Linked DNA regions of Mus musculus: region 2 is linked to region 1. Evidence: chromatin contacts called from public HiChIP or PLAC-seq data. All regions are on one chromosome and are shown on one strand. Each heading gives the region's core, a stretch centred on a gene start, on an enhancer-like site or on the middle of the called end of the contact. The rest is flanking DNA. Distances are from core to core; before and after follow the strand shown. Region 1 holds the start of Lima1 (LIM domain and actin binding 1). Region 2 holds the start of Atg101 (autophagy related 101).

Region 1 (7,054 bases), core at 3,931-6,430:
ACCTTTAAGCTCTTCCTTCCAGAGGCCCCAGGCTCCATTCCCAGTACCCACATCAGGCAGCCTGAAACAGCCTATAAATCTAGATCTGGGGAAATCTGATGCTTTTGGCCTCTTTGGGCACCCGTATTCCCATGCGCAACTGCCCCACCCCAGGTGTACACATAGTCAAAGATAAAAATAAATCCTAAAGATGTTTTTGACTCCCAGACCTTTTACACCCAGCCACAGAACAGAACATTGGGACGATCCCTCTAAAGGTACCATTTACCAAAAAACCTCAACCTCGATAATAAAGCAGAAACTACATAAAGCCACTAATTTGTTACTAGAAGCCTCAAGAGCCTGTGTTAAGTGACTTAGCGCACCTTGAGGTTACTGTGCACAGTCTGCAATGGAGTGTTTTACCTTCCTATAGAAAGCACAGTTAAAGACCCCAGCAATCTTCTAGAGGTTTGTCTCTCTCTTTTTTTTTTTTTTTGGTTTTTCAAGACAGGGTTTCTCTGTGTAGCCCTGGCTGTCCTGGAACTCACTTTGTAGACCAGGCCGACCTCGAACTCAGAAATCCGCCTGCCTCTGCCTCCCGAGTGCTGGGATTAAAGGTGTGCGCCACCATGCCCGGCAGTTAGTCTCTTCTTGCATAAATTAGGTTAGGGACAAAGCTAAGCATTTTCTACCTGTAGAATGAGCACTCTTCCATTGAAACGAAAGTCACCTATCCTGCGGTAACATGGAATGAAGAAAGCTTGGAAACTGGAGCCCAGCTTGATGCCGCAGCTTGATGCCGCAGGAGGTAAAGGTTCCTGGCATCAAGCATGGCAACCTACTCAATCCTCAGGACCCACACTGTGGAAGACAGGGCTAATGATTCCCTAAGTTGTCCTCTGATAGCCACAGGCATGCCATGGTGTGCATTCGCACATATACACACATACTCTCTCTCACACACACATACACATACCCACACATATACACACGCACACTCACATATATACACACATATACACATGCATACACACACTCACATATGCATATAGACATACATATACACACATACAAACATACACACATACACTCATATACACACACTCACACACATACTCACATACACTCACATACATATACACACACACTCACATATATACACACATATACACATACATACACACACACTCACAGACGCATACAGACATACATATACACACATACAAACATACACGCATACACTCATATACACACACTCACACACATACTCACATACACTCACATACATATACACACACACTCACACACAAACACACAGAAGCTCACATACACCTACATACTTACACACACACACATACAACACACACATTCATACACACACAAAATAAATCTAATTTAAAATTAAAACAAGGGGACATTCTCCCCCCCAATATGTAGTAAAGTATTCATTTATAGCAAAGATGTCTAGTGATCTCCCACACCCCATATTTCTCTCTATGTGTGTGTGTGTGTGTGCTCGCAGGTGTGTGCCTGTGTGTGGTGTGTATGTGTGTGCGTGTGTGGTGTGTGTATGTGTGTGTCTGACAAGTCTTTGGTGTGTGTGTGTGTGTGTATCTGACAAGCCTTTGGCATAGAATTTTAAAGTTAACTATACCTGATTACAGTTGATTGGTGGAACCCTCAGAAAAATTAAAATTATATTTAAAACATCCCAATAAAAATTTGTAGATATTCAAAATACATAATAAATGCAAAATAAACCTGATGCCTTTACAAAACTTTCTACAAAAGTGTTTCTCCAGAAAACACTTTCCAGGGCACAAAGGAGACAGGCCAAGCAACATCTAAGAAATATGCTCATTAAGCCTAACCACTCACACCAGTAAGACAGCTACCACACTCACTATTAACTCAAAGCCTTTATCTTAAAAGGTAAGACGGGGCCGGAGAGATGGCTCAGCGGTTAAGAGCAACGGTTAAGAGCACTGACTGCTTTTCTGAAGGTCCTGAGTTCAAATCCCAGCAACCACATGGTAGCGCACAACCATCCGAGATGAGATCTGCCCTCTTCTGGTGTGTCTAAAAGATAGCTACAGTGTACTTACATATACTAAATAAATAAATCTTTGAAAACAAAAAGGCAAGACAGATCCTATAAGAGTGACCAAATCATGTCGATCCGTTGTGTATTAATTAGGGCCTTGCTAAACAGTTAAGCAGTCAGGAACGGTGGTGAAGACCACACCTACATTGTGTGGTCTTCTGGAGGATGCTCACAAGAGGAGTGGGACTTCAAGTCTAGCCTCTGCTACATAACAACCTGAAGCTGAGCTCCATGAGACATAATCCCAAAACCTCAACAAAACACCTATGGTCAAAAGAAGAGTTTTCAAAGGTGACCACTAGTCTCAGATCACCAGATCATCAAACGCCTCAACGAATCCTCCCAGGCTCAGAAGTTCCCCCTAATTGGCATAAGACAGGACATGCTTTATACTCTGTGAGTGCGTTAAACACAGCCTCTTACATATGCTAAACTCACTCTCCACCACTGAGCTACACCCAGAGTCAAAACAAATATATTCAAAACAAGGCATTTGAAGGGCACCTCCACAGCCAACAGTGTCTCCACTGTTAATAGAGTTATTTTCACTTCTGAGCCTTCTCTTCCTACAATTATTAGGTTGAAACTTGGCCCCACCTTTAACTAGAGTCGGGAACAAAGCCTGAATGTACCAAGTCAAACAAAGTTATACAATGAGGTCATTTTTACAAAATGGCACTGCTTTGCTCACATTGACGACGGGCGGCGTACTGTCTCGGCCCAGTGACTCTACTTACAGATCAGGGACTACCTGATAACTCTGCTTCTGAGTCTAACACATTAGCAGTGAGAACCACTGCTCCACCCACCTACTGAATTGCTGGAGAATTAAACAGGCTCTAATCCCATTTTCAAAAGACTATAGAGTTGACTGACCAAAGACAAGGCAAGAAATTGGAGTGGTGTAAGTATACGGCAATGGGGTACTTCCCTAGCATGCACATGCCCCAGGGGTTGATACCTCCATGTAAATTGGGAGGTTTTCCGAGGCCGAGTGGAGGGAGAGAGAGAGAGAGAGAGAGAGAAGAAATACCAAAACAATAACAGCAAATGATTTCACCAATACTATAGGTTGTATCTGTGGTGTTGCCTAACCATCTATCTCACTGTAGGCTCTTTAAGGGTAGGAGCTTTTGCAACTTTGAATCCACAAAAGAATGGGCATAAAAGTCACTGGGAAAAAAAATGTTTTGTCCCCTCAAGAATTCCTAACATAATTTAGTACCATGTTACCTTGTTGAACCAATGCACATATATGTGCATGCAGACCTTTAAAAAGAGCTAAGCTTTTTCAGGCTGGGAAGATGGCTCATCAGGGAAAAGGTGCTTGCCATGAAGCCTGATGCACTGAGTTCAAACCCTGGAACCCGCAGGGGTTCCAGGAAGAATCCTGGAAGAAAAGAACAGACCCCACAGTTCTCATCTGACCTACATTCAATGCACATGCCATGGCGCATGCGCACACGCGCGCATGCACACACTATAAATGTAAAAAAGCAAAAGAAGGAAAGAAAGAAAGAAAGAAAGAAAGTAAGGAAGAAAGAAAGAAAGGAAGGAAGAAGAAAAGAAAGAAAGAAAGAAAGAAAGAAAGAAAGAAAGAAAGAAAGAAAGGACGAACGAACTTCTCTGGGCTGGCAAGATGGCTCAGAAGATGAAAACCTTTGCTGCACAAGACTAAGGACCAGAGTTTGATCCTCAAATCCTAAGTTAGAGAGAACCAACTCCTATAAGCTGCCCTCTGACCTCCACAAGCCTACCATAGCACGATGGCTGGTATTCATGCACACACATCACACAAATGGTAATTTTTAAAATATATATATATATATATATATATATATATATATATATATATATATATATATATATATATATATATATATATATATATATATATATATATATTGAAGGTCAGGGACAGTGGAGCACACCTTTAATCCTAACATTCAAGATGCAGAGGCAGCCATATTTCAGGCAGCCAAAGCTAGATAGCCAGCTCAAGGCTAGTCAGGGATTCTCTGAAGAAGCAGAAAGAGGAAGAGAAGAAGAAAAAGGAGGGAGAGGAGGAGGAGAAGACAACGACTGAGGAGGAGTTGTTCTTTCCTGCTAACTCTATAGCTTTTTGAAGGCTGTCTAAACATGATCACACTTGGTCGTCCATAGACTAACTGGACTAGGTATTTGTACCAGTAACTATGTAGATACAAAGTAGCCCACTCACCCACTTCCGTGCCAAGGATGATCTGCCCTCCAAAGGTCAACGTCTTAAAAACATAACCTCACAGTCTTCGGCTAACTTGCAAAGTCAACAGAACCATTTGGATTAGGCAGATTTTTGAGAGCTGGAATTAGTTGCAAGACAATAGCAGATCAGTATCTCTCACCAGGATCAGCTAAACTCATTGTTGTGAGCACCAATAAGAAGGCTAGGACGGGTGCCAGATGGTTCGCTCCTAGCACCCACGACTTCGAGCTCCAGTGTGTGTGGCCAGGGGTGTACAGTTACCTAATATTAACACCTACGGATGCGAGTGAGCAGTGGATCCCAGCTCAAGTACACCATAGCGATTTGGGAAGGACACAGCAAGTAGGAACTGTTCGGAAGGATGTTAAGTCTTAACCAGAGTTCATCTGGAGGAATGGACGGGAGAAAAATTGGAAAAGGAACGGCCGCGTGGAAGAAGGAAAGAGTGGCAGGATTACCTCCCTAAGAGGGTGTTTTAACTTTTGATGAAATGCCACTTTCCCTCCATCCCGTGCGAGACCAGGGGCCCAGGCAGCGAAGTCTCAGTCCCTTGGACTTCCCAGAAGGGAGGGCGGAGCATGGGAGGCTCCTCCAACGTGGACCCCAAGGGGTGAGCCTCCTGCTCCTGCTACCCACCGCCTCAAAATACGCGGGGAGAGTGCGGGGCTCAGCAGGGTCTCCGCGCGCATGCAGGCTGCGGAGGGCGAGGCGAGAGGAAGCGCTTACCTGACTAGAAAGCCGTCGGGGCTCGGCGCTGCACGGCCACGGTCCTGCGCTCTGTCTGCCCAGCGCACCTGTCGCAACTGGGCTGCAGCACCTTCAGCTCCGCGGCCCCGCCCCGGCCCCGCTCAGAGCCCCGCCCCCTGCCGCGGAGGCGCGCCCGTCTCCCGCCTCCCGCGCGGCCTTGGAGCGAACGTGCTCGCTCCCGGCGGCGTGTTCAACTCGTGACCGGAGCGTCGCCCTAGTAGCGGTGGTGTTGCAGGAGGCGTGGCTCCTGTGTCAGCCTCCAACTTGGTCGTGTCCCCTTTCTGGCTCACCCTATCTCTCTCTGACTAGAGATTGCAGCAGTTTGATCTGAGACTCACCCAGAAATCTGGTCTAAGTGCAACTTCAGGGAAGTTCCTGGTGCTGTCGGGGTAAGTTCTGTGGAAAGGTATTTTAAGAGAGGCCATGCCCTGTGCTGCAAAGAGCTGCCAAAGAGGCCTGGCTCAGACTACATTGGATCACTTCACCTCAGTGGACCTGAGTTTCCTCAGGAAAGGATAGGATTAGATAAGAGTAGGTGGTGTCCAAGTTCTCCAAGAGCTATGGGTTTTGTTTGTTTGGTTTTTGGTTTTTTGTTTTTTTCAACAACGGGTGGTTTTCCTTCATTTTCTTTTGAGACAGAGGAGGGTCATCACATGTAGCTGAGATTAGCCTGGAACTCACAGTGTAGCTGAAGTGATCTTTGAGCTGTTGGCTCACAAAACTGCCCGTAACTCCAGCACCTGGGGAACCTGATACCATTTTCTGGCGTCCGTGAGGAACTGCACACACATCACACACTCACACACATATACATACTAATAAGATTAAATAAAAGTCTTTTTTAAAAGAGGCTCTAAGAGAAGGGTAGTAGCACACACCCTAGAGTGGGCTTGCACTTCTCAACAGTGTCTGCAAGACCTGTTTCTGTTTCTGCACTAGGAATGTGAGGGTCTGAATAGATCATGAGGAGACATAGCATGTGGCCATCCAGCCCTCAGATTCTTGGCTCCACCACCATTCCTCTCTGCACGAAGCCTTTTGATAGTATCCTTTCCTGAGGTCTAGTGACATACCAAACGAAAGGAATTCTGAGGCTTTTCATGTGAGTGTTGATTAGTATCATAAGGGCCAGTGGTAGAAAGATTTGTTCAACTCCTAAAGCAGTCACTGGCAAAGGGCACAGGACATGTGGCCTTTATCCTGGCAACTGAGGTAGGATGGTTGCCTTGAGTCCCTGGATGTCCAGTGTTACAGAGTGAGAATAACCCAAAAGGAACAAAACAAGAAACCTACAAAAAGCTGTTGATGAACAAGTTTTAAGGAATTGAGCCATTCACCAAGGATAGAATATCATTCAAAAATCTAACCTAGACTGATTTCTGGATAAATGTACTAAAGAAGCAAATTAACTTTATTCGAAGATTAAAAGGGTTTTGTTTTTGTTTTTGTTTTTTTAAACGGGAAATCAGCAAACTTCTCTAACAGCTTGGGAAAGGAGCTTCATAAGCCGAACAAGGAAGTAATGATATTGGCTTTGCTTTATTTGATACGGTCACATGGCAGCTCCCTAGTTATATAACCAATTGACTGGTTGGCTATCTGTGAATGGCTGTCTCGATTCAGAATTAATCAGTTAGAAGGACTTTCTGGTACAAAAATAACCTTAGGCTAATGGCCTGCTTATTTTGTGTTAACACCATTAAACATGAATAATCCAAGGCCTGAGAACTGGTCACCACCCACAATGGGCCCTCGTACCCTTGATCACTGATTGAGAAAATGCCTTATAGCTGGATCTCATGGAGGCCTTTCCTCAAGGGAGGCTCCTTTCTCTGTGATAACTTCAGCTGTGTCAAGTTGACACACAAAACCAGCTGGGACAGGAGAATGTTAAAGAGGATGTGTTACCAATATGGGACCGGACTTCAACAAACTCACTCTGTTGTATACGGAATCCCCTCAATAGAAAACACAGG
Region 2 (7,277 bases), core at 396-2,895, 1.4 Mb after region 1:
TTATCTGTAACTGGGGCTGTTGAGTAATATTTTATCTCACGTGAAAAGCACAGTTGTGGGTAAGTCACCACTGCCCGGCCTTTGAAGTACTTGCATGGTGGCTATCAAGGCTGAATGGTGTCCTTAGGTTAGTGCCAGCAAAGAGCTTGAGACAGCTTGAGCTTGGGCTAGAGTTGTAGCTTAGTGGGAGAGAATCCACCTAGCATGCACAATGTCCTGGGTTTGACACCCCACTCCTTTGGTTTTAATCCTCAGGAGCCCATTGTATTCCTTTAGATCAACTAGTAGTATAATTCTTTATCCACTTTAGACTCCGAATTCAGCAGTGTCCCGTAGCTTGAAATTGACACAGTTGGAAGTTGGCAAACATACCATGAATCAAGGAGGTTCTCTTCCACACAGTAAGTGGGGTACATCTGACACATTCCTTCTTGTGGGTGAGATGTGTTAAAGAATGGTAGTGTGTACGGCCGGTTGTGCAGGAGAAGCCAGACAGGTGAGCCCCTGTATTGGTAAAAGGAACCGGTTTGAACTGGAGGTTCTTCTACTTAGTGATCTAAGTAAGTGACATAGCCTCTTTTATTGTCAAATTTCCATCCACCTTGTAGGATTGCTAGATACAAGACAATCACTGCGTTGGAGATGAAATGTGTTTGGAAATCACGCATGTTAATGCTCACGTTAAACAACTCAGGAGTGCCCCCTGTTGAAAGTTAGGGATGTGCGCGCTCTTTAGGCGCTAAAAGCAACTGACCAAACCTGTGCGCTCTGGGCTTATCAACAAATAGACAACTAAAAACGCTCCGAGAGATTATTCAGCAGGAACACTTCATTTATATTTATAGGGCGCCTTATAGATCACAAAAGTATCGCTTGTGATTCCTCACAGTAGCTCCCTGTTTATATGGGGATTCGGAAAGGATAAGTAACGTTAGAGGAGCAACCGCGCAATCGTTAAAGACAAGACTGCCACCTGCTCGGTCATGACACAACATCAGGTAGTGCTTCTGTATGAAGGTAACTCAGGGAGACTAAGCTCCCTTTTCAAAATCTTCCTGTGGGTCTGAGTTCAGTGAACCCGGACTGTTGTGCACTTTGGGCCAACACAGATTCACCATCCGCTCAGTATCCTACAGCACACCGGCGTGCGCTCATCCCCAGGCGCCTCTCAGATGTTATGGCCTTGATCTCGGGATCTCTCTTGTCTTAAGGTTGTCAGCTCCGAATGGGGGCCCCCACAATGGGTCGCAGGGGAGGGCTCTCCGCCGCCGACTCCGCCTGGCCACCAGGGGCAGCGCAGAGTCCATCCGTCCCCTCTGTCCCTCTCGTCTCGATGGCGGAAGTGAGTTGTCCCAGCCCAAACAACGTTCTCGGTGGTGGGAGTGAATGGACTCGTCCAAAGGAGGGGGGGTTCCTCTTAACGAGCCTAGGGCCCGAAGGACAAACAAGAAAAAACACCCAAGTACTAAAGTTACGTGGCATTATGAGAGAGTATATAGCTCGTGCGAGCTTCCTGATGTCGTGGCTGCAGCGGCGTCCGGCTGGGTCGAGCCGAGCCTGGCCAGCACCCGCCGTGGGCGCGGATGGTTCCTTCCGGTTCCACCCTCCGAACGGGCAAAACTTCCGGCCCGCGCGCCGCTCAGGCAGAGGAAGCGGAGGCCTGGACCGGCGTCTGTAGGGTCTGGACTCGGTCCTCGTCGTCTGCACTGCTGTCCCGAGACGGCGCGAGGTCGCGGGCAGCGATCCTGACGTCCGGTCCGGTCAGAATTCTCGGTGCGGGTCCAAATAGCCTGTTTTTGCTTTTGGTCTGTCCCCGAATACTGCGTGTTCGCGTTAGGGAAGAAGGGGACCCGAGGCTGAGTGGCTCCTGCTCGGATTTCTACCAGCAAGGTGAGGCATGGGCGTGTCCTGGGTCGGATAGACTTCTGCCTGTTGGTTAGGGGGACCAGAGGGAAATGCAAATGTTGTCTCTGTGTAAAAATTGGCTGAGGCTGGAAGGAAGGGGTGGGTCCTGGAGTAATGCTGAAACCAAGGGAAGTTGCTGGTTAGAGGGAGAAACAGTTGGAAAGGCAGGACCAGAGCTGGGAATTTCTAGGTGGGAAAATGCAGAATGGAATTAAACAAGAGGATAAATAATAACGAGTAAGGGAGCCGTCGCATCCTTGGTCCACGAGAAAGGAACTCTTGGAAGAACCTGGTATTCTGGCCAGGCTATACTGAGGGGATAATAGGAGCCAGTTTATAGCGACAAATAGTGTCTCTGCTGTAGGAATAGTGAGAGGCAGAAAACACCCGGTGGGGACAGGTATGAGAGAGGGAGCCAGGCTGATGGCAGAGCAATCCACATACTTTGCACCCAGAATGGAGACAAAGCCCAGCTTTTGGGAAGCTGAGGCAGAACATTTGCTGCCTCAGTCAAGGAGTTGGAGGACAGCCTGGATTAGATGAAGGGGTGTCTCAGAAATAAAAAACAATCCCCCCCCATCTTAAAAACACTAATAAGGCAGATTGAAACACAAGGCAAGGAGGATTCCTTTGGTAGAAGAAATAGTTGAACTGTCTAAAGATGAGATGGCGTGTGTTGGAGGTGATGAGAAGTCACCAGGAAAGGGGCAGGTAGAACACACATCTAGGAAAAGTAACTGCTTGCACTCCCTGTGGGCTCGGTTTGTTACCCAAGTTCCTTCCTCACCCCGCCACCTCAGTGGCTCTTTGCATGGTTACCCAGTAGTGACAGTATAATAACAAATTTAGCACCTAACGCTTTGTGCTTGCTACCTGACAGGCAGTTTTAAGGGGTATACACATCCAACTTTTCAGTCTTTGAGACTTTTATTTGAAGGTTATTACTAGCTCCCTTTTTTATGGGTCCTGGAGATTGGACCCCTCACTCGTGCAAGACAAACGCCTTACCACTGAACTACTACCCTCAGCTTGTACAGCTGTAGGGCAGAGCTATGCATTCTGGTCCTGGATGCCTGAAGTTTGAGTCATTGTTTTTAACTAGTAGACTGTTTGACATTAAAATATCCTAAATCTTTGCTGAAGTCCCAATTTATAGGTAGCGAACAGGTTTACAAAGGCTGAGTGGTTTTTATAAGGTCTGAAAGAGTCTTAGTTCTTCTGTTCCTGTTGTAAAATACCTGAGATTGCAGGCGGTGTTGGTACACATCTTTAATCCCAGCACCTGGAAGGCAGAGGTAAGAGGATCTCTGAGTTGAAGGCCAGCCTGGTCTTTGGAGGGAGGTCTAGGGCAGCCAGGGCTACACAAAGAAACCTTGACTCTAAAACAAAACAAAAGATTGAAACTCCCTACAGGAATGAGTAGCAGAGCCAAGCTCGCCCTGTAGTCCCACCTGTCTAGGAGGGACTGGGAAAGAGGTCAGTCTAGGAAACAGATCTTGTCTGTCTGTCTCTTTGTATGTGTGAGGGGGTCATGCTTTTAAATACAAGTGTCTCTATTTTGTCCTGGAGCTCACTATGTAGTCTAGGCTATTCTTGAACTCCCTGAGATCCACCTGCCTCTGTCTCCTGAGTGCTGGAATTAAAGGTGTGTGCCACTACAACCAGCTCAGACTTTTCCTCTTACAAATGAATAAGAAGCAGAAGCACTGTTAGGTATCGACTCAGGACTGCTGGACGTGAGCAGAAGCATCCCGCACTGCATCCCTCACTGCCCCCTGTTGGACATCTGCATGAGCGCTCCCACACTGCACACCTCACTGCCCCATTGCTAGTTGCACTCTGCTCATCTTGCTGCCTTTCTGCATTAAATGGCCCTGATGTGCGTGTATTATAGGTTTTAAAGCCAGCCTTTGTAGCTTTCATTGGTTTGTCCAAAGTGGTTTGTGACCTCGAAGGAGTCAACAAGAGCTGGCTTTCTGATGCAGAGATCTGATGTTGATGTTGGCACAAGGGTTCTGTAACTTTGTTGCCCTTGGGACAGAGTCCACTTGCTTTAACCAGGCCACTAAGGTTGGAGGGAACCGACTCAGACTGCTCTCACTGTGCTCCTGCCTCAGGGTCTGCCGTTGTGGGACCCTTCCTGCATCTGCAGCTTCCTGCTGCCTGTTGCGGCACACTGGGTCTTGACTCTCACCTCACTTGATACTTGGACCAAAGACCTTGAAGCTCGGCCCCTTGCTGATCCCAAGGGTCTGTGGGTTTCTCTTAAAATGTGCTGCCAAAACACAGGGGGGCTGGTAGAGGCAGGGGCAGAGCCCAGTTGAGCAGGAAGTGGACAGGACCTTCTAGATGATCTGACTTGGTTCTCACAGGTTGGCCCCTAGGTGGGGTGAAGTATCCTGTGTCTTGCCTTTGCTCCGGCTCCAGCTGCCTGCAGGATGAACTGTCGATCAGAAGTGCTGGAGGTGTCGGTGGAGGGGCGGCAGGTGGAGGAGGCCATGCTGGCGGTGCTGCACACGGTGCTCCTGCACCGCAGCACGGGCAAGTTTCACTACAAGAAGGAGGGCACGTACTCCATAGGCACCGTGGGCATCCAGGATGTAGACTGTGACTTCATCGACTTCACCTATGTGCGCGTCTCCTCAGAGGAGCTGGACCGTGCCTTGCGCAAGGTTGTTGGGGAATTCAAGGTAGGTTTGTGGCCCAGCCAATGGCAGGTGGACCTGGAATATGTATGTCTTCACCCTGGCTGTGTGTTAACTGGCTTGCCTTTCCAAAGAGCAGAGTTAAGGCTCAAAAGGACAGATGTGTTGAGAGCTCTGTGGGGGAGGTAGGCTCTGTGTGTCTGGGAGGGCACATACATAGCTCCTTAGGAGGAAGGGCGAGCTTCAGCAGCGAGCTCCCTGACCTCCCTGGCTCCATAGCTGTCCGTGATGACCTCTCACTTGTTTCTTTCTTCCTCACGTAGTCTGGGCTGAAACTCTGTAAGAGAGGAACGTGCTTGGCAGAGTGCCTTCTCTCTGAGTGAAGTCCCTTTGCGCACTGTGACCCATGCCTGTGTACACTTTTGTAGGCAGGAAGAAAGGGGTAAGGGACACAGAAGGCCACTAATGTTGGTCACCTCTCTGGTGATAGAAATGGCATTGTGGACTTTTAATATATTTGTTTGGATAGTGCACAGAATAATAGTTTCATTATGACGTGTTACACATGTATGCCATTGTACCTTGCTCTTATCTATCCCTCTCTTGATCTTTCTCCCCAGTGCTTCTTTCATGTCACTCGTGTGTCCGCATATATTTAATCTGGATTCTGTTGTTTTTATTTCTTCCACATTGCCCTATTCTCCACTCACTGGTGGTGTGATTTTTTTTTTTTTATCTTTGTCTTTTTGAGACGTCTAGTTTCAAAGTATGGAAGGGAAATCCTTCCCCTTTCTTGTCGTTTTCCCTGCCTTCATTCCTCTGTCCCTTGAGCCTGTCTCTTCCCAGGCACAGTGGCAGGGTTTACACAGCCAGGTGGATGCTGTCCTATGCTCTGACATTGCGCTCCGGCACCACTGTCCCTGTGAGCTTGGGAAGGGTGAGGTGGTGAGGTTTCCCTAGTGACTCTTTTAAGACATGCAGTGTCTGTCCCTCTGAGCTCCTGGTGACAGGCAGGCATAGAGAAGAGGGCTTAAAGAGTAGGGTCCTGTGGGCATGGAGGCTAGCCTAGTCTACATAGTTCCAACACAGAGCTGCATAGTGAAACTGTGTCTTAAAAAGAAGTGTGTATGGGTGACTTTTAGGTACTAGAGCCATCCCTCCTCCTCAGTAAGTCTGACCTTGGCAGGTGACATCACAGAAATGAACTTGGGGTGACAGTGGTGCCTGCCTTATGGGACCACAAGGCCTTAGTGATTGAGATGTGCCTAGGGGTTGAATAGCGTCTGCTGCTGTTGCAGGGCTACAGAGGAATGCCTGTACCCACCCAAAGCATCATCCCAAACGCTGCAATTAAAGTTGTCACCATACCTACATTCAATTTTTATAGTCCAAAGTCTTCGGAGACTCAAGTTAATCTCTTACTTGCAACCCCCTATAAAATACAAAAACCTGTTCCATAATTCCAGCATACAGTGACACAGACTACATTACCATTCCCACAGGAAACACTGGGCCAAAGCAGGACTGAAAACCCAGCAGGGCAAATTCCTGTCTGGTGTCAGAGGTTGTAGATAGCTGTTTGCCTTTAGAAAATCTACTCCCCCTCAGTGCAAGCCTAGGCACCAGCATTAAAAGGGCTTTTTTGCTGTAGACCTGTGTAACAGTGGTTACTGTAAACCATATGACAGAGTCAGTATTAGGCTGTTTTGTATCTCCTCTGTCAGCAAAATTGTTACTTTTAAATCTGGCCTCAGGCAGACTCTTGGGACAAGGGTCTTTGCATAAACATCACAGGACTGGCCTGGCCCAGTTGATAATATTGTTGCCCTCTGAAGCCTCTTGGGGTGGTGGTGATGGTGGGGCACCTCCATAGTCCACATTGTCTAGCACCGCTGTCTTTCAAACATCTACTAGGATGGCCCATTGAGCCCCACTTGAAGTATTCAGTTACTTTCCTAGTCCAAATTTCCTGTCTTCCACCTTTCCTAAAACAGTATTGTCAGACCTGTCACAGGAGGTACCCACTCCTGGTACCAACTTCTATCTTACTTTTCTCTTGCTGTGATAAAACACTGTAACCAAGGCAACTAGTAGAAGAATGTGTTTGGGCTTATAGTTTGAGACCATCAGTTTGTCACCATCAGGGTGAGGAGTACAACAGCAGGCAAGCAGGCGTGGTGCTGGGGCAGTAGTTGAGTGCTTACAGCAGGTTGAGGCGGAGAGAGAACTGGGGATGGCACAAGTTTTTTAAACCTCAAAGCCCACCTCCTCTAAGGCTACACCCCTTCCAACCAGGGTTCACCCCTCCAATAAGGCCACATCCCCTGTCTATTCCAAATAGTTCTCATGAGAGGTAATTAATTGGTGTAGAAAAAAACTGAAACAGGAGACCAGGGACCCGTGGCAGTGGGCACAATAGCATCCACACATGGAGAGGCTCGTTTTTTGTCATTGCAGCATTTAATGTGTTCCATGTTTATAGTTGAGCAGGGAAGCCTGGCTCTCGGGTGCACCTTCAAGGTTATATAAATATCCGGGGTGTGGGAGCGTCTTCTGCCCTGTTTTCTGGAAACCGAGGAAAGCTACAGGCATCCGTGTTCCTTCTCACATTTGTTGGCATTCCAGATTCCTTTCTTGAGACATACAACATCAGATGGTTCCATATCTGTGTCACAGACTCCATATAGCCTCTCATAACCTTAATCCAAACTTCAGCAGTTCCACAGC

Evidence for each region. HiChIP or PLAC-seq counts read pairs in DNA pulled down with a chosen protein or histone mark.
Region 2: a contact with region 1 is called in an HNF4G HiChIP or PLAC-seq map of pancreatic cancer cells. The contact joins the promoter of Atg101 here to the promoter of Lima1 in region 1. A contact is called at or near these places in 2 of 39 promoter capture datasets (embryonic stem cells and pre-B cells) and 1 of 115 datasets of contacts at active chromatin or transcription factors (pancreatic cancer cells).

What each region holds. Positions count from the first base shown.
Region 1 is chr15:99,870,276-99,877,329 of GRCm38.p6, forward strand. It overlaps Lima1 (LIM domain and actin binding 1), which reads right to left and starts at 5,181. Exons shown (of 11, transcript NM_001113545.1): 1 at 5,058-5,181.
Region 2 is chr15:101,282,656-101,289,932 of GRCm38.p6, forward strand. Atg101 (autophagy related 101) reads left to right here and starts at 1,646. Exons shown (of 3, transcript NM_026566.2): 1 at 1,646-1,890; 2 at 4,278-4,595. The coding sequence starts at 4,344.